Regions from separate parts of the Oryctolagus cuniculus genome. Here region 2 is linked to region 1. The links are chromatin contacts, called in public Hi-C maps. All regions are on one chromosome and are shown on one strand. The core of a region is the stretch at or near the end of the contact, and the rest is flanking DNA. Distances in the headings are between cores, read along the strand shown. Region 1 holds the start of ZNF862 (zinc finger protein 862). Region 2 overlaps SSPOP (SCO-spondin).

Region 1 (3,320 bases), core at 135-2,634:
AGCTTTATCATTACAGACCACGTATTCTGTGGGCTGTAGTGTCTGGAAAATGCATCACTGTAGCTTGTGGAGGCGAGAGTGAAAGAGACACAGACGCAATGAGTAACTTCATTTATAATTAAGAGTGCTTCCCAGGAGAAGAGAAACTACAGCATCAAAATAAATTCCTTATCCTTATCTTTTGTGTATGGGACCCCCCCCCCCCATCCCAGAAATGCTCCTTGAGAAAAGCGGTCATTTCCTGTTTATCCTTGTTCTTCCAGCATCAATCAATGCAAATCACCAAGCACAAATGTTTATTCAATAAGCAACCGAAGACAATTGTTAAGAGAATTACCTCTGTGTCAAAAAACAAACAACCCTTAAGAACTGTCAGCAAAGAACTTCTAAAAAGATCCGTCCCAGAGAGGCTGCCACGTCGCCAAGTCATCGTGCACACAACCCCGCTGGCTTTTGCTGACACTGCCTGGAGCTCTGGCAACCCTTCAAACCCACCGAACTCTCAACTGGCTTCCCACCTTTTCTTCCAACCCATAGGCATCTGGCCCGACGCCTGAAGCAAATTTATGGAGCGTACGCTTTAAGGCAAGGCTGTTTTACTCCACGAATTAGACAACCTAGGCACACGAAAGAGCCAGAACTACGCCAGATGCCCTCTTTCTTTTCAGCCCTTTTTGGGACGGAGGATCTAGGCCGGGCCAAGCCCCTCACCCCGCCTCTCCATTCCCACCCTTTTTGGCTCACACGGACGTCCAATCCAGCCTCAAGGCCTTCCAACTAGCTGGGCCTCCTCAAACTGCCACCGTAGTGAATGGAAATGAAAGGCACTTCCCCATCATCACGCTTAGCGGGTCGCCCAGCCCCGCTTCACAAAGCCTCCGCTCTGCGAAGAGGGCTTCAGGGTTGGCCGCCGAGGAGAGGAGCCGAGAGGATGCGCGAGACCCGGGGCGGGTGCATCTGCTCCCGCTGCACCAGGCGGCCGCCAAAGTGCAGCGGGAACAAAGCGAGCGGGCGGGCGAGTCCTTCCCTGCAAGCCTGGCTCATCTGTGGGGATTCCGCTGTCCCGCTCCCGCCCCGCCACAGCCCAGAGAAGGGATCCACGAAAGGGGAGTGGGCGACCTCGGGGCCCTTCCAATCCTACCTTCCCCGACTCCCTGCGCTCCATGGCCCCGCTTTCCTGGCCCGTGCTGACCCCGCCACTGCCTCCTGGCCGCCCCCTCCCCCCACAGCCGGGCTAGAGGAGGCAGCCGCGGAGACCGCTTTGAGGACCGGGACACCCGGAGCCAGCGCAGCCCGGGCGGGAACTTCGCTCTCCCACGTCGGGGGGAGGTGGCGCTCGCGGAGCGGGGAAGAATTGCTGAGTTGGGACCAGCGTCGTGGCAAGCGAACAGCTTTACGGCAGCCGGCGGGCTCGAGGCAGCGGGGCATCACGGGAAGCGTAGTCCGGCCTCTGCAAGTGGCTCGCCAAGTTGCTGTTGGCTCCTGGCATGCGGGGTGCTGATTGGACGCCGAATAGATCACTTCCTGCCCTTCCCTCCTCCCTGTGGAAATGGTTACTAGGCAGCGTTCCCTCAGGCACACTCTAGACCCTCCACAAAGGACAAAGCTGACTGGGCTGAGATTCTGCCCCCTTAACATTCCTGGGGCCAATGTCAACCTTGAAGGTGCCAGGTTTTGCTTAATCAAAGAGGGCAATACTTTCTCTTGCATTCGGTCAAAAAGCATGACTGATTGCCTACCCCGTACCAGCTACTGTGCTAGGTTTCAGGGTACACAGTAGAATGAAACAAAGCCTTTGCCTTCCAGGAACTTACAGTCTATTGAGGAAACAGCTAGAAACAGATAATTGCAAAATAAAGACATGAATGCAATTAAAGCGGTAAGCACCAGACACAATTAAAACACATTTTGTCACCTTAGAGAGAGAGAGATGGTGAGAGGATATGGGTTGCTAGTCCAAAATCTTTATTATCTCAGGTATTTTGTTATAGATCAAACTCCATAAATACACTTGTTCTCTTCTCTCATCTTCTTTAAAAGACAAAAATTATATAAAATAGTTGTGACAATACACTTAATTTGTATTGTGCATATATGTAACATCTATAATAATAGCACAAATAACCAAGAGTAAGTGTGTAACTCAATGTATCTTACATAGCAGTCTTACCATGTAACTATCACACAGACCAGATACATGCAGTCTTGTTTATCACTCCCTCTGGCTCTCCCAGTAGATATAACCATACCTTGGCCAGCGCCCTGGCTCACTTGGCTATTCTTCGGCCTGTGGCGCCGGCACACCAGGTTCTAGTCCTAATCGGGGCGCTGGATTCTGTCCTGGCCGCTCCTCTTCCAGTCCAGCTCTCTGCTGTGGCCCTGGAGTACAGTGGAGGATGGCCCAGGTCCTTGGGCCCTGCACCCGCATGGGAGACCAGGAGGAAGCACCCGGCTCCTGGCTTCGGATAGGAGCAGCACCAGCCAACGGAAGGAAGACCTTTCTCTCTGTCTCTCTCTCACTGTCTATAACTCTACCTGTCAAATAAAAATGAAAAAAAAAAAAAAAAAGATATAGCCATACCTCTAGATTTGGTGAAGCGTGGCTCCAGGAACACTCTCAGAAATTAAATTCTGAGGTCCTTTATGTAGAATGGCAGAATATCTGCAATCCTCCTGTACTCTTCAAAGAATCTCTGGATTATTTATCATCAATGTATACACCTCACTTCATTCATGTGGATTCAGTGTAGTAGTTGGCATGCAGCAAATTCAAGTTTTGCCTTTGGGACTTTTTTTTTTTCAAATATTTTTGATCTGCAATTAGTTGAAATTTATGGATTCCACCCATGAATATAGGGGGCTGACTGCACACATAGATGTAAAAGCTATAGAAAATGAGGAAGTGATTACTATGAAGGACTCGATAAAATTAACTTTAGGGTATTGTTAGGAAGAGACATATGGGAAGCTTCTGGGTTGAGAGGTGTTCTACTCCTAAGCCTGATGGTGGTTACCTGGATGATTGTTTTACAATTATTCCCGAAATGGTATGCTTATGTTTTGTGCACTTCCATGGATATTTATCTTTAGTCACAACTCAAAGTTTTAAATAAAAATAAAGGAAATAGTTTATATTTCAATAATTATTTATTTGAAAAATACCCACAACAGTTGAGGTTGGGCCAGGCCAAAGAGAGGAGCCTGAAACTTGTGGGGCTCCATGGGATGCGCAGCCATGGAGCTCCCATGTCAAGGTCAGTCTTATAGTTGTTGCTGTGTTTTATCACAAGGCGGATATTTCTAGTTTCAGTTAGGGCAAT
Region 2 (3,531 bases), core at 644-3,143, 33 kb after region 1:
GCCTAGACACCCTGGGCACCCCTGCTTGCTTCACCTCTCCCCTCACATCCCCCCTCAGGAGATCTCACACCTCAGACGCAGGGCAGGGGGCTCCAGGATTGGGCCTAGAACTGGTCTGGGCTCAGGCAAGGATTTGGGGGTCCTCTAGGGAGGATCTATGGGGAATGGATGCCCAGGGCTCTCTGGGGACTGTCTTTCAGTGATGTCTCCTAGGGAAGTCCCATGCACATTGGGGTGCTGGGGTGTGGACGATGGGAGCATTCCTGGGTTCTCTCTGAAAGGGTCTTTCAGGGGGAGGTCTCAGGACCTGGGTCCCTGCTCTCACCTCGGCATGGCTGCAGGCTACAGAATTCAGCCTCCATGTTGGGGCCCTGGCACTCAGCACCTCCAAAGGCTGCTGGGGGTGCAGTGCCCGCCCGGAAGCGGCGCCGAATGCCCACGTTGCAGCTGCGGCTACAGAGACTCCATGGGGTCCAGGGACTCCAGCCACAGTCCACTGCCAGGGTGTGTGTGTGGAGGGGTGGAGGGCAGTGTGTGAATCCAGGCCAAGCCCACAGGACCCTGATGTCCCTGGGGCACCACCAACACTCCCCACGTTTCATCTTGGAAGGGACCCAAATCCCCGACGACCCCTGAGGACCCACCACTGAGGAGGTACCTGGGCAGAGCTCCGAGGTGCATATCATCTTGCCAGAGATACAGGTACTGCAGAGAGAGTGGCCAGTGAGGCCCAACCCGGCCCACCCTGGCCACAGACATCTCTGCCCTTAGACCCCTGTGTATCTGTCCCCAGGGGGAAACAGCTGGGGGCTGGGGGCAGGGCAGGCCGCTGCACAGAATGGAAAGCCCAGATCTGGGGAGTGAGACAAGTTGCCCTGTGTCCCATGCAGAGTTCACCAGGAGACCCACACCCCCACCCCGGAGTACCACTGACTGGATCCTTCAGTCCCTGGTTTTATCAGGAGTCACCTCTCTATGCTTTTTATTCCACTTGAAACCACTAAACACACCACGTGGAAACGACCTGGAGTGACAGGACCAGGGGCAGCGACTTAGAAGGCGCTAGCATTCTCCTAGGAGGGAGAACGGGATGCCTTCCTTCCCAGTAAGTGTTCTCCAACACTTGCTCTAAAGCTTGTTTGACAGATACAGGAGGTTCCAGATAAAGAACCTAAGAAAGAGGGAGGAGAGAGAGAGAGAGAGAGAGAGAGAGAAAGAGGGAGAGAGAGAGAGAGAATATTAATATAAAGGAGGAAATTGAGGAAGTAGCCAGGGGATAGAAAGAAAAAGGGAAGAAGAAAATGAAAAATTAAGACAACAAAATGAAACAAAAAGGAAGAAAATGAGGGCAGAGGGTTAGAGCACCCTCTGCTGGAAGATCCTGGCATCAGCTTTGAGCAACCTCTGTGAGTTGAAATCCAGCTCAGCCCAGGCAGGCCATGATATTCAGGAAAGAAGCAGAGGAAACTGGGCGAAGCTAGAAGCCCCTCCCCCAAGTCTCTAGTTCCATCATGTCACTCCAGCTCCCTGAGACCATCTCCCACAAGTCACTGAGGCGGTCGTGTCTCATTCCTTCAGCATTCCCAGGGCCCGTGCATGGCACCTAGGACTGCTGATGTGCTTAGGGGACAGGGGTGTGATGTGTATGTGTGTGTGTGTGTGTGTGTGATGTATGTGAGAGAGAGGCCATCACACCTGCCCACCTCCAGGGCCATGCAGCCCCTCCCCCACCCGCTAGCCCGAGCACTGGGGACGTACCAGTTGTTGCAGGGGTCCAGGCGGGCCACTGCTCCCGGTGTGTAGAGCTGCCCGTGCAGCTGGCAGGGGCACTGGCCGCGAGGCAGGCAGCTAGCATTGTGCAAGAAGAGGCCAGGGGGGCAGGCGCAGCCAGGGACACAGGATCCCATGCACTCCACCCCGGGGCTCTGTGCCAGGCACAGCCGAGTGCATGGGCCGCCCTCTTGCTGACACTGCTCCTCCGAGCGGAACACCATGTCCCCTGGGCACTGGGCTGGATGGGAGATCAGCAGATCTGGGCAGGGGTGGGAGGAAGAGAAGGGAGAGCGAGGGGCAGCAAGCCTGCAGGCAGCTGGCTACCAGGGGCCTGCTGCCCAGGACCGAGGTGGAGGAAGCCCCTCCAGGTCCCACTGCAGGCTTGCTCCAGTGTCTGGAATGGCACCCGCAGAGGCACGCGTGAGGGCATAACTGGAGGACACCCCTTCTCTGGGCTAGGAAGAGTGGGTAGGGGACCAGGCCTTGCCAGGACTGCTTTGTGCATTGTGATTCTGGCCACGAGTGGGCTCTGCTCAAAGGCGGGAAGGAGCCAGCCCTCTGGGTCCCAGGTGTGGGACGGAGGCTGCTCCCTGGAGAGGTGAGGTGTCTGCCACGGCCGGGGCCTGGTCCCCAGTCGTGTGTGTGTATGTAGGGCTCTGAAGGAGACACAGGAGACCTCACAAGTCTCTCTCAGCTTGAGCCATGGCCTGTCCTGAAGGCAGAGGTCAGCCATGTGCCCAGGTGTGTGTGGGGGAAAGGTTGAGGTCCCCAGGAGCAGGTGGAGAATGGGGCGGGAGTCTGGTACCTGTGCAGGGCTGTGTGTTGCAATCCCTGGTCTGACTGTGGGGCCCCTGGCAGGCTGTGTCCCCAGGAGCTGAGCCAGAGCAGTTCCGTCCCCGTGTCTGGAAACCTCCATCACAGGGGGCTGAACAAGCTGACCAGGGAGTCCACAGACCCCAGCCGGCCGGCACTGCCAGGAGGAATGGAGTCCGTGGTCACAGTAACAGCAGGTAAGGCGTGCAGGAAGGTTCAGAGCTATGGGGTGGGCAGCCCCCACCAGGATCCACCCCCGGCCCCTGGCCCCAGGACAGTCCCAGGCCCACACTGCTAATCCCACACCTGCTTCCTGGGGCAGAGGCCGCAGGACAGTGGCCTGCTCTGCCCCCTCTGTGGCCTCCCCTCCCTAGGAGTCCAGAAGCTGCTCAAGGCGTCCTTCTTCCTGGCTCCTCATTGCATCCCAGCATGTAGGTCACTCCAGGGATGGGAGGGGTTTACCTGGGCACACAGGGGGGCTGCAGGGCTCCTCCTGGGTGGACTCTCCAGGGCAGGGTATGGCTCCAGAGCCGGGGCACAGCCGGGCACGGCGGCGCCAGCCTGGGCCCCCTCCAGGGACAAGGCAACTTTGAGAGCAGGTGGTCCAGGGCGTCCAGGCCGTCCAGCCCGGTGCCTCTGGAGGAGCATACAGGACAGGGGCAAGAGGATACAGGATGGATGCTCAGCCCCTCAGCTCACGGGGACCCCACACTCTCCAGTCCCACTTCTAAGGCTCAGGAGCCAGAAGCAGAGCCTCCCACTGCAAGTGGCCCCAGTTCCACCCCCCCAACACCTCCACCCATGGGTCCAGCTGGCAGCTGGCCATGGGCCCACCCATCCTCACATTTCCTGTGGACACCTGTCAGTGCACTGGCCGCCAGTCTCCATCAGCCCCTCCTCTCCTGAAGAGCTTGCCCCACCCACCCTCCTTCTCAGGTTCCTCCC

Evidence for each region. Hi-C and Micro-C count contacts between places; a contact is called where the count stands out from the background.
Region 2: a Hi-C map of psoas muscle shows a contact between it and region 1, with 4 times the contacts expected there. The contact joins the enhancer-like site here to the promoter of ZNF862 in region 1. A contact is called at or near these places in 2 of 6 Hi-C or Micro-C datasets (ear pinna and psoas muscle).

What each region holds. Positions count from the first base shown.
Region 1 is chr7:23,746,526-23,749,845 of mOryCun1.1, forward strand. It overlaps ZNF862 (zinc finger protein 862), which reads right to left and starts at 1,385. Exons shown (of 9, transcript XR_515406.4): 1 at 1,142-1,385.
Region 2 is chr7:23,779,503-23,783,033 of mOryCun1.1, forward strand. SSPOP (SCO-spondin) reads right to left here. Exons shown (of 102, transcript XM_070076852.1): 54 at 3,049-3,222; 55 at 2,579-2,743; 56 at 1,759-2,032; 57 at 659-705; 58 at 326-496. Among named protein-coding and RNA genes, the nearest start is that of SSPOP, 27 kb to the right of the region's middle. Within about 2 kb of position 1,894, at least 2 of the 8 cell types and tissues checked have an H3K27ac peak or open chromatin away from gene starts, as enhancers often do.